Linked DNA regions of Mus musculus: region 2 is linked to region 1. A link is a contact called in public HiChIP or PLAC-seq data. All regions are on one chromosome and are shown on one strand. The core of a region is the stretch at or near the end of the contact, and the rest is flanking DNA. Distances in the headings are between cores, read along the strand shown.

Region 1 (5,819 bases), core at 789-3,288:
CACTGAACAAGAAAGACATCCTCACTTCTTGGGGATTTACTTGAAGGAAACAATTAAGCATCAGAGAGTCCTATGCCCAGGGGACTCTCTGCATCGCAGCGGCAACCAACTCGTGTTAACTCGCAGGAGCTCGTGCCTCAGCCACCCTGTGCTAGCAGGTCCATTCAAAGCTGAACTTGGGCTCTGCAATCTAGGTGTTAGAGGTTCTCCCAGACTTAACCTCTAAACTTCATTCTTCTCATCTGCTAAGTGGAAATGATGCTATTTACCACAGTGTTATTGTAAAACTACAGGGGAAGTCCTGCACAGGATAGCATCTGGGAAATGAGGGGAGCCAGCTACATAAGATTCATTCATTCCACGTTAGGAAGAACACCCTTCCACTTCCACAGACAGCCAGGATGGATGGACCATGTAACTATGGGGAGGCATGGCTCCGGAAGCTAGAGAGGGCCTAAGTGGGGAAGGGCCTTAGGAGTGAGGGGAGAGCAGAACACACATGATATGAAATTAGGAGAGGATTACTGGTGGTTAAAATGAGAAGAGGGAAAGGAACAGGAGAGGAGGGAGCTGGGTTAAAGAACACAAAGGCTGTATGGAAAAGCCCTATGGAGACTAAACTTCTATTAAAGAAGTTTGAACATAGGTACCATGCATGGATAATGCCTCCCACAGAAAACACAGGTAAGTGAAAATCTTGCCAGACATGGGTTACTTCCTGTGATGGTTTATATATGCTTGGCACCATTAGAAGATGTAACCTTGTTGGATTAGGTGTGCCACTGTGGGTGTGGGCTTAAGACCCTTACCCTAGCTGCCTAGGAGTCAGTCTTCCACTAGCAGCCTTCAGATGAAGCTGTAGAACTCTCAGCTCTGCCTGCACCATGCCTGCCTGGATGCTGCCATGTTCCACCTTGATGATAATGGATTGAACCTCTGAACCTGTAAGCCTGCCTCAATTAAATGTTGTCCTTAGAAGGGTTATCTTGGTCATGGTGTCTGTTTACAGCAGTAAAACCCTCATACAGAAGTTGGTACCAGGGACTGGGGTATTGCTGTGATAGGCCTGACCATGCTTTTATTTAGAGGAATGTAGATTTTGGAACTTTGGATTTGGAAAGCAGGGGAATGCTTTAAATTGGGCGGGCTTAATGGGCTATCCTAGTAGGAATATGGAAGACTTTGTTACTGAGAGTGATTTGAATTGTATGGACCTGGCCGAAGAAGTTTCACTGGAGAATTTCAATATGAGGCCTAAAAACTGTTTTTGTGGTGTTTTGGTGAAGAATGTGGCTACTTTTTGCCTTTGTCTGAAAAGTCTGCCAAGGTGAAGAGACTCAGATTAACTGCACTGACAAAGGAAGTCTCAGAAACACCAAGCATAGAGTGTGTTCTCTGGTTAAATCTCATGAAGAATGTTTTGAATAAGCATAGCAAGTTTAGAAAGCAAAGACATAAAATATATGGTTCCAGTATTAAAGGGGCACCAGGAAGTGAAATAGAACTGAATCCTATGTTCTAGGAGATAACAGATTAAGGAACTTTGTGGCAAGATCCTACCCAACTAAATTTAGATCCAGGCATGGTGGTACATACCTTTAGTCCCAAGAGATAAAGCCAAGCAGATCTCTGAGCTCAAGGCCAGCCTGGGACAGAGCAAGTTATACATAAAAAGCTTAAATCAAGTGTGGTGGGACACACTTTTAATACCAGGAGACAGGTATGTAGTTGTCTGAGTACAAGATCAATCTACAGAGCAAGATCCAGGCGAGCTAAGCTTAGGTAGGGAAGGAGTCGGAAAAGAGGAAGCTAGTGGCAATGTATTAGGACAAGGGAAAGAGGCAGAACTGCCAGACAGCCAGAGTGCAGACAACAGGCGAAGGCATTCAGTTAGAACAATAGGAAAGGTTGGAATTATAAGTGGAAGACTTCCACTGGGAGGAGCCATAACAGGATAGAGTAACTAATCAGAGGTGAGCCTCGCAGTGACACTGGAATACACAGGAAAAAGAAACCACGGAGAAATTAACAGCTCTGTGGTACTAATGAACAAAGATCAGAGGCTCAGTTCCCTGACACATCCACCACAATATGACAGATAAGGCCAGTAACTGAACAGCACCAATACCTACTTTGAATTCTTTTTGTTATTGTTGCTGTTGCCAAACCTGTCTCCTTGTGAACTTTCCCTGCAGGAATTTGCTCCAACTTTAAGGCACGGTCTCCAAGTTTTAGTCTACAAACCACGGGGAGATTGTGTCACGAATCATTAAGGATCTGTTAATGTTTGTGTGAGGAGGAAACTTTTAAAAAATTCTATTTCTATGTATTGTTATTTAAAAGGTAAATTATTAAGCTTTAAAAAGATTAGTATGTAGACACAATGTTTGTATGTAATTATAATTAAAGAAATATTGGAAATTTGTACCTATACATATTTTCATAAGGCAAAAACTCTGCCCTCTATTTGGTATCTCAGTATTACTTTTTAAACTTTGTAATTCTTTTTTAGGCAGACAATATCCATGATTTACAAAATCATGACAGTAAAACTGAAAAGAATATTAAGTAAATCACCCAATACCCGAAACATTACTAAATGGCGGGAGTAGAATTTGGTTTCTGATTTGACAAGACCTTTACAAATATAAAGGCAGGGTTTCTCCTCAGAGTTTACTTTTCTGGGATCGATTTCTCATGCCTCTTCAAGTATTCTGGGATCGATTTCTCACGCCTCTTCAAGTGTCATTTCTCAGTTAGCACTGCTCTCTTTTTATGAATAACTTACTTTGAGAATGTCTATTAAAAATTCTGTGATCCATTCTAAACTTATATTCTTAATAGCAAACCCCTAAGGCAGGAGTACCATCTTTATAGAGGCAAAAACAGAATAAGCCTTCTTAACCATGGACACATGTCCAGTGCCGTCTGTGTTCGTCACATTAAGCGTGGACACAGTGTGACCTGCCACTTCTCTACTGAAAGACCTCTCCTAGGCCTCACCCGGGCCTCCAAGGCTCAGCTCGCTGGCAGCCTGTACTTCCTGTTACTGTTTGTGGATTTCAGCGTGAGAGTTCCCCGCTGTCCCCACAGGACCCATGATGCTGCCATAGTCTTTGAGTGCTTTTTCCTTCCTTTCCCTAGATTAAGTCGCTGGTGGCTCAACTCTTCTTTTCTTCTGGGTCAATCAAGCCTTTCATGACTGCCCTATGAGACCCAGGTACTAACTTCCTAGTAGCTTCTCTTTTACTGAGTTTTTCCTGAGATAGGGTCTTGTTAGGTAGCCTGGGCTGGCTCTGAACTCTCTAGGTAGTCCAGTCTTGCCCCTGAGACCCACCTGAGTGTAGACACACAGCAGGCTCTTCCTTTCTCCACAGTTTCACTTTATGCTCATCTACTGACTGATCTTTTTTTTAAACTCCTTCCTAGAATGGAAGCTTCCTAAGATAAAACAGGTTTTTCTATGCTTTGTCTATTGCTGTATGATTATTGCTTGGCAAATAAGTAAAAGCTGGATACATACTTATTAAAAGAAGATAAGGAGAAAGGAGAAGTCTGATTTAGGACATGATATAACACAAGGAAGAGAAGAGTCTAAAGTATGAAGCCAACACCCGCAGATCTACCCTGAGAGACAGAAAACCACTCCACATTGATTATGGGAGGCTGGGGAGTGCAGCTTGGTGGCAGAGTGCTTGCCTGGCAGGCACAAGCCTCTGGGTCTGAGGTCATCATCACAGACACAAGCGACTCCATACAGCATAGAAATACTAGTATTTATGTAAGTAATCAGAGTGACCCTCTCAAGAATTTTAGAGAAAATGAATAGCTAGAATGAATGGGTAAAAAAGGGATGTGATTAGCTGTACAATTTGACTGTTGGTAACTCATCCGGATTAGAAGTTTTCAATGTTTTAATTAGAAGCATGAGGTACAAACACTTGCACTTCACCAGTGCTGCAGTAGGAGTGGAGCATGGCAGGCGTGCCAGGAGGGGTGGCTTGCCTTGACTTGAGAATATGTCGTTCACATCTAAAGCATCTTTCTAAACTATGTTAAGAGCTGTGATTCAAAGGCAAGAAATGAAGTCACATCCATAGCAAAGTAGAAAGTGTACATCACAATCACCCACTGAAAGGCCCTCTGAAGTCCCTTACCAGGGTGTTGTCCCCGCTGGAGCTATTCCAGAGGCGCATTCGGTTGTCTGTGCCAATGGTGAGCAGGTGAAGGCCGTCACTTGTAAAACATAAGCCGTTAACTTTCCCATTGTGAGCAGTGTTTGCTGCAATGAAAACACATTTGGCTTATGTTTTTCTGTATTAAGCATATATCTAAACACATTAAAGAATAACTAGTGAGTTACTTTAACTATAATTTGAACACCCTTAAATTAACCAACCTTTACATTATGTGAACACAGTAAGCGGCATTCAAAGAACCATGAATACAAAGGAAAAGGAAAGGCAAAGAAACTTGCTAAGTATAATTTTTTCCAGTAAGTAAATGGTATTAAATTAAATTAACTGTACAGTTCAATATCAGAACTTTAAACACCTTTGACCCTTCTATATAGTTCCCTCCAAACTCGAAATCATTTGTCATATTAAACATCTGTAATTGCGGTGCCGGCCTGGACTCCCATCCCTAGGAAAGCAGAGGGAACTTCCCGCTGTACCCTGACACACTTCTAGTCCAGATGAAGTGCGTGCTACCACCCAGGAATTAAATCCCCCAGAAACACAGCCGAGCTGCAATGTCACATGGACTGCACCTAACTTCCACTCATCACAACTTGCAGTTTTTATGGTGACAAAACATCATTATTTCTTTAATCTATTGTAACTTTCTGTGTAATATAGGATTTGCATAGTTGGCTTTAAAGGAAAAATATTTGCAAACCAAGTTACACAGAAGTTACGTTTGCAACTCTGGAGGAAAAAGCAATCCCCAGTTATTTGTATCTTGGGAGAAAGAAAACCATAATTAAATTTGATTCACAAACTGATTTCTGGTAAATGCCATTTACAAAAATCAGTTTTTAATTTGTCAATATGCATATTTATTATTTGATTTCAATGAAAAGAAAGCCCACCATAAGAAGCACTACTGTATTTCTCTTCCTATGGTCCTCATTACCTGATTCAGCAGCTTGTGACTTTTTCCCATTATGCTGGTCAAGAGTAAGCAAGCATCCTGACGCTCTTCTCACATCCCATAATTTTACTCTACTGTCAGCACTGAGGGAAAGCAGAAGTCGTATATTGACATACATAGCTACGATAATAATTCCACTCTTTACTTTGCCAACTTGACCACCGTGGATTCACTCTATTAGCACAAATATATTCCTACAGTTGTACTGGATTATTTTCAACAAATATTCAACACTGGCCACTCACCAATACAGAAAATATCAAAACAGTAGCAAAGAGAGGTAATCTTTCTTATCAGACTCAAGGACAAAGTTCTGCTTTTCTCCAGGGTCTTATCCCGCTACTTATGGCACACTTTCTCTTATTTCTCAATTGCCATCTAGAAAATCAAGCAGTTAAGGAATCTCATTGTTTAAACATTTATTTATTTAGCATCAATTTGTTTTTTCTTTAATTTTTTATAGAAGTTTGAAAATAAGGTACATAATGAAGACAATCTATTTTCATTTCCTTTGTGGTCAAATCCATCTTTAATATCTTCTAGAAGCTAGACACTTCACTTTCTTTCAAGTGAAATAACGAAGGAACAGACAGAACATGTGTCAATTTCTCCTCTAAAAATCCCCTGATAATAACATGTGCTCCCAGTCAGACTCACTCAATCCA
Region 2 (5,144 bases), core at 1,381-3,880, 110 kb before region 1:
TACTATGAGGATGGTCAATGAGACCCTCCTACTAACCACGTGAGAGCCAGTCTTCTCCTAGTGGCCTTCAGATGAAGCTGTAGAACTCTCAGCTCCTCCTGCACCATGCCTGCCTGGATGCTGCCATGTTCCCTCCTTAATGATAATGGATTGAACCTCTGAACCTGTAAGATAGCCCCAATTAAATGTTGTTCTTATGAGAGTTGCCTTGGTCATGGTGTCTGTTCACAGCAGTCAAACCCTAACTAAGACAATAAGTAAACACAAACAAACATGCAATCAGGTAAAAGCATATACAATTCTTGAGCTATGAAATAAAATGTTTCAATAATAGAGCAGAGGGGACTAGTCTGGTAGTCAGGAAGGGGCTGAAAAATAAATAAATTTTTAAAAAGAATAAAAATCCAACACATTTCCAAGTGCCTTCATTCTAAGGCAGGTGTAGAGTGATTTAACAACAGAAAACAAAGCCCTTGGTTAATGCCTGGTTACTTCAGGTTATTGTGTTATTTTTTGTTTCTTAGGAAGGTCTGGCAAAGCAACCAGGCCTGGCCTCAAATGTTCTCTCCTGCCTCTACTCCCCAAGCTGTAGGGCCACAATATTTCACCAGCACAAGGAAGCTACCACTTTTATGTAGGATTCGGATCAAGGGAACTTCATGCCAATGGAAACTGGACTGGAGGGGATAGTTAGCTCTCTTTCTAGTCATGATCTCTCTGGGAAGATAAATAGCTCGATTTGGGTTTTGGGGGTGGAGTTGTAGCAAGAGTGAGTCCATTTTGAATTGGGGTGATCCCTAGTGGGCAAAGTACTTACTTGCTATGAAAGCCTAAGGAATCTGACCCCCCAACACCATGTAAAAGCTGGGCACTGGGATGTGTCCCTGAAGTCCTTGCACACACACATACACATACACACACCGCACATATACATATAAATACATGTGGATATATATATATATATATATATATATATATATATATATACATACATATGCATACACATAAACATACACACAGATACTGTGATGGTTTGAAGAGGCTTGGCCCATGAAGTGGCATTATTAGAAGGGTTGGTCTTGTTGGAGTAGGTGTGACCTTGTTAGAGGAAATGTGTCATTGTAGGCATGGGCTTTAAGACTCTCATCCTAGCTTCCTGGAAGCCAGTCTTCTCTTGTTTGCCTTCAGAACAAGATGTAGAACTCTCAGATCTTCCTACATCACTCCTGCCTGGTCACTGCCATGCTCCTGCCTTGATGATAATGAACTGAATCTCTTAACCTCTAAACCAGCCCCAACTAAATGTTGTCGTTTAAGAGTTGCCTTGGTCATGGTGTCTGTTCACAACAATAAAACCCTAAGACACATACACATAAATGAACATACCCACATACATATGCAAACACATAAATACATGCATATTCATACACACAGATGCACATACACACAAACATATATGCATACACATAAACATACATGCATATTGTACATACACACATACACATATGCATGCATACATGCACCGTGGCTGTACTTTGATTTCTAGCCTGGTCTCTTGGGGTCAAATGCAAGAACTTAGGATCCAAAACAATGGCCTCTTGTGAGTTTTACTTAATTAAAACCTGCTCCAAATTCTCCCATCCCTTAGCCATCACCAGTTATTGTTCTATTTACTCTGCAATTCCCTCAGATACGGATTATACAACATTTGTCTATTTGTGATTGGTTTATTTTATTGACTATGATGACCTCAGAATTCATCCCTATTGTGACATTATCAGAATTGTTCTTTTTGAAGGCTGAACAATATTGCATTGGTTTTACAATTTACTTACTCATCCACCTGTCAATGAGTCATTTTGGCTCTTCCTACTTTTTGTGAACAATGCTTCAGTGAACATGGCACGCAAATGTCTTTCAAGACCTGATTTTGAGGGAGTATGTAGCCCCAAGTGGAGTTGCTAGGCCATGTGAAGTTTTACTTTTGTTTAGTACCTCAGCATCTGTTGTTTTACTGGCTCATAACAACACAAGAGGTTCAGCTTCTAATAACCTGAGTTTGATCTCCAAGATTCGCATGGTAGAAACAGAAAACTCCCAGAAATTTTCCTTTGGCCTCCACACATGTGCTATAGCACAAGCATAGCACCACACATGTATACATACATACATACACACACACACAAACACATATACATACATACATACAAGCACACATACATATACATACACAAATATACATACATATACACATACATACATACTTACACACATACACACATATACATACATACATAGGAGATTGGTGTGGTGCTACTGTATTCAAATGCTGAGTTCTGTACTCCAAGATATCATTACCCCCACCACCCTATGGGGAGATCTTCAGGGAGGAGGGGATCCTATCATCTATCAGCTTTTGTTGTATAAATCTTGCCACCTAAGTTATCCGATTGGTTAATACCCGCAGCCTGGGCTGGGCAGAAGAAAGGGGCAGAGAAAGGTTCATGGGCCTGGGGGGTTGAGGAGGGACCCTGAGGAGAGGAAGAAGGAGAAGGTTACCATAGGATAGCATGGGTCGTGAGCACATAGCCATGAGAGCTGGCCTGCTGGAACAGAAGCAGCCCAAGTGGAACATAAGGCAAGTAATGTCTCAGGATTTTTGACGGGGGAGTAGACAGAATAGAATAGAGGGCTGATGTCTACCCAGCTCTAGTGCTTTTAATGTGGAAACTATATGGTCTAGGTGGGGTAGAACCCCCATACACACAAATAATATTTACCACAACATAAATAAGTAAATATTAAATAGGTAGATATATATGCCTTTTTAAAAGTTAAAAGGAAGCTTATTTTTAAAAAAGGAAAAGGAAAGATTAAAAGGTGACAACTGTCTGGAGATGTATCTCAGTTGGCAGAGAACTTGCCTGGCATGCACAAAGCCCAGAGTTAGTCCCCAGCATCACACATATCCAGGCATGGAGGCACATTTCTGAAGACCAAGCTCTTGGGAGGTGGAGGCAGGAAGATTATAAGTTCAAAGTCACGTTCAGCTGTGTGACAGCCTCGAGGCCAGCCTGGCTACCTGTGAGGGGCAGCCTCTGTGCCACCATGCAAATGAGCTCTGAATCATTTGTGTCTGATTCAAAGACCTCAGAGATGTGGGACTCTGAAAATAATGTCCACCTCCTTGCCAAGGCTAAGTGTAGTTTTGCATACGTAACATCAAATATGGATCTATTGAAGGACGGAATTAAACTCATTTAGCTTAGAGCTCTTCCCTCCACTGATTGTCTAGGCTGGAATCAAGCGACACTTCGACACTTTGTTCAATGAAATAGAGTCGGCGTTCTAGTGATCTGAGAAGAAGTTATTTCATAGGCAAATAAAAGCCGCAGAAGGCACAAGCAAGGGAACAGAAAACAGACTGGCCAGTTTGGGGGTTGTACTTGAGAGTCAGGGAGCCAGAACTGCTTGCATAGTCTGTCAGGCACAGAACCGCTTGCTTAATCTTCTCGTTTCTGTGATAAAACACTCCCACAAGAGTAACTTCCAGGAGAAAGGGCTTGTTCATAGTCCAAGGGTTCAGTCCATCAGGACAGAGACATCAGGGCAGCAGGAGCTTGAAGCAGATGGTCACATCACATGCATAGCCAGGAGACAGTGAGATAACGCTGGCATTTAACTCCATTTCTCCATCATTTTACACCCAGGATGCCCTGCCCAGGAAATCATCTGACCCACAGGAAAGGAGGATCTTCCTAGGATGGAGAGACGGCTCCTCAGTTAAGAGCACTGGTTGCTTTTCTGAAAAACCCAGGTTTGACTCCCTGCACACTTGCCTGGCCATCTCTAATCCCATTCACCAGGGATCCAACACTTCCAGTCTCTGGAGGGACCAGGTACACACATGGAACCCATACATACACTGTGGTAACACTTACAAACGTGAGACAAAAATAAAAGATTAAGAAACAAAACTTGATCTCAAATCATGGCCTCTTGCATTCATATGTGTGTGTGTATGTGTGTGCGTGTGCACTTGGGTGCACATACACGCACTCAAGTGCACGTGCACATGCGTACGCTGGTGTCCTCAGAGGACAGATCCCCTAAAGCTGGAGTGATAGGAGATTATGAGTCCAACATGGTTATGGTGCTGGAAATTGAACTCTGGTCCTCTGAAAGAGCAGGAAGCCATCTCTCCGAGCCTCTTGTGACACTTAAGAATTCCTTGCTCATATACCTCAAGGAATTGACCTTTCTCTACTTCTATAGTCTACTTTCCTTTCTGACCTTGGGAGCTTCTTTTATGTGCTCATCCTTTGTGGGCTCAGAGTCCCAGAGGACTCAGCAGCTCCTTTCTACATTTGGGGCCGACCTAAGCCCAGATCCCAGGAGATACAATTAGCTCTGTGCTCCCCCCAGTCCATGTGTCAAAGGTTTGATTCCCTGGTAGCAGTATTAGGAGGTACAGTGGACTTTTCAACGTCCATAGGTCATTTTGGATATGCCTTTGATGAGGATTGTGGGGACCCAGTCTCTTCCGGATTCCTGGCTTGAACCTTAAGTAGTTTCTCTGCCATGCATTTGTGCTTTGGCCTGCTGTCCTTACCAGAATGCCAAAGTGGAGAACACCTCATCTTGGCCTGGAACATCCGGAGCCATGAGCCAAAATAATGCTTTCTCTTTGCAAGTTAATTGCCTCAGACATTCTGTCATGACTTCACTGGGTGACTGACGAGTCTACCAGGTCCTTTTATCTCTGCCTGGCTAAATGCCCTGTACTTATGGTAATGCCACCTTTCCAAAGAGACTAGTGGGGCACAGGGAATGGTGAGCTGTGCTTGTAGAACCTCAGGCATCTCTCAGCATCCTTAGATGCTGCTCTTTATCTGCCCACACAGGGATAGGCTGCCCGGGGAAAGACTGAAAAGGATGTAGGCTGTTTCTCCAGACATCATGCAGAGAGCTAGAGACTCAATCCTTAAATGGGATGTCGCTATCAAATCCCTCCCGCTCAGAGCGAGGGAACCCACTGGAAGAAGAGGCAGAAAGAGTGTGAGAGCCAGAGGGCATGGAGGACACCAAGAAAACAAGGCCTTCTAAATCAACTTGAGCAAAGCTCCTATGAACTCAGAGAGACT

Evidence for each region. HiChIP or PLAC-seq counts read pairs in DNA pulled down with a chosen protein or histone mark.
Region 2: an H3K27ac HiChIP or PLAC-seq map of the HPC-7 cell line shows a contact between it and region 1, with 5 times the contacts expected there. The contact joins two enhancer-like sites. A contact is called at or near these places in 1 of 15 datasets of contacts at CTCF or cohesin (the NIH/3T3 cell line), 3 of 484 Hi-C or Micro-C datasets (the G1E-ER4 cell line, embryonic stem cells and nephron progenitors) and 6 of 115 datasets of contacts at active chromatin or transcription factors (DN3 thymocytes, the HPC-7 cell line, bone marrow-derived macrophages and 2 more).

The regions. Positions count from the first base shown.
Region 1 is chr13:108,177,035-108,182,853 of GRCm38.p6, reverse strand. Ercc8 (excision repaiross-complementing rodent repair deficiency, complementation group 8) reads right to left here. Exons shown (of 12, transcript NM_028042.4): 8 at 5,137-5,237; 9 at 4,158-4,282. Among named protein-coding and RNA genes, the nearest start is that of Ercc8, 21 kb to the right of the region's middle. Within about 2 kb of position 2,038, at least 9 of the 459 cell types and tissues checked have an H3K27ac peak or open chromatin away from gene starts, as enhancers often do. A contact at or near this core is called in the HPC-7 cell line, where this site is marked.
Region 2 is chr13:108,290,872-108,296,015 of GRCm38.p6, reverse strand. No RefSeq gene overlaps it. Among named protein-coding and RNA genes, the nearest start is that of Depdc1b, 23 kb to the left of the region's middle. Within about 2 kb of position 2,630, at least 24 of the 459 cell types and tissues checked have an H3K27ac peak or open chromatin away from gene starts, as enhancers often do. A contact at or near this core is called in the HPC-7 cell line, where this site is marked.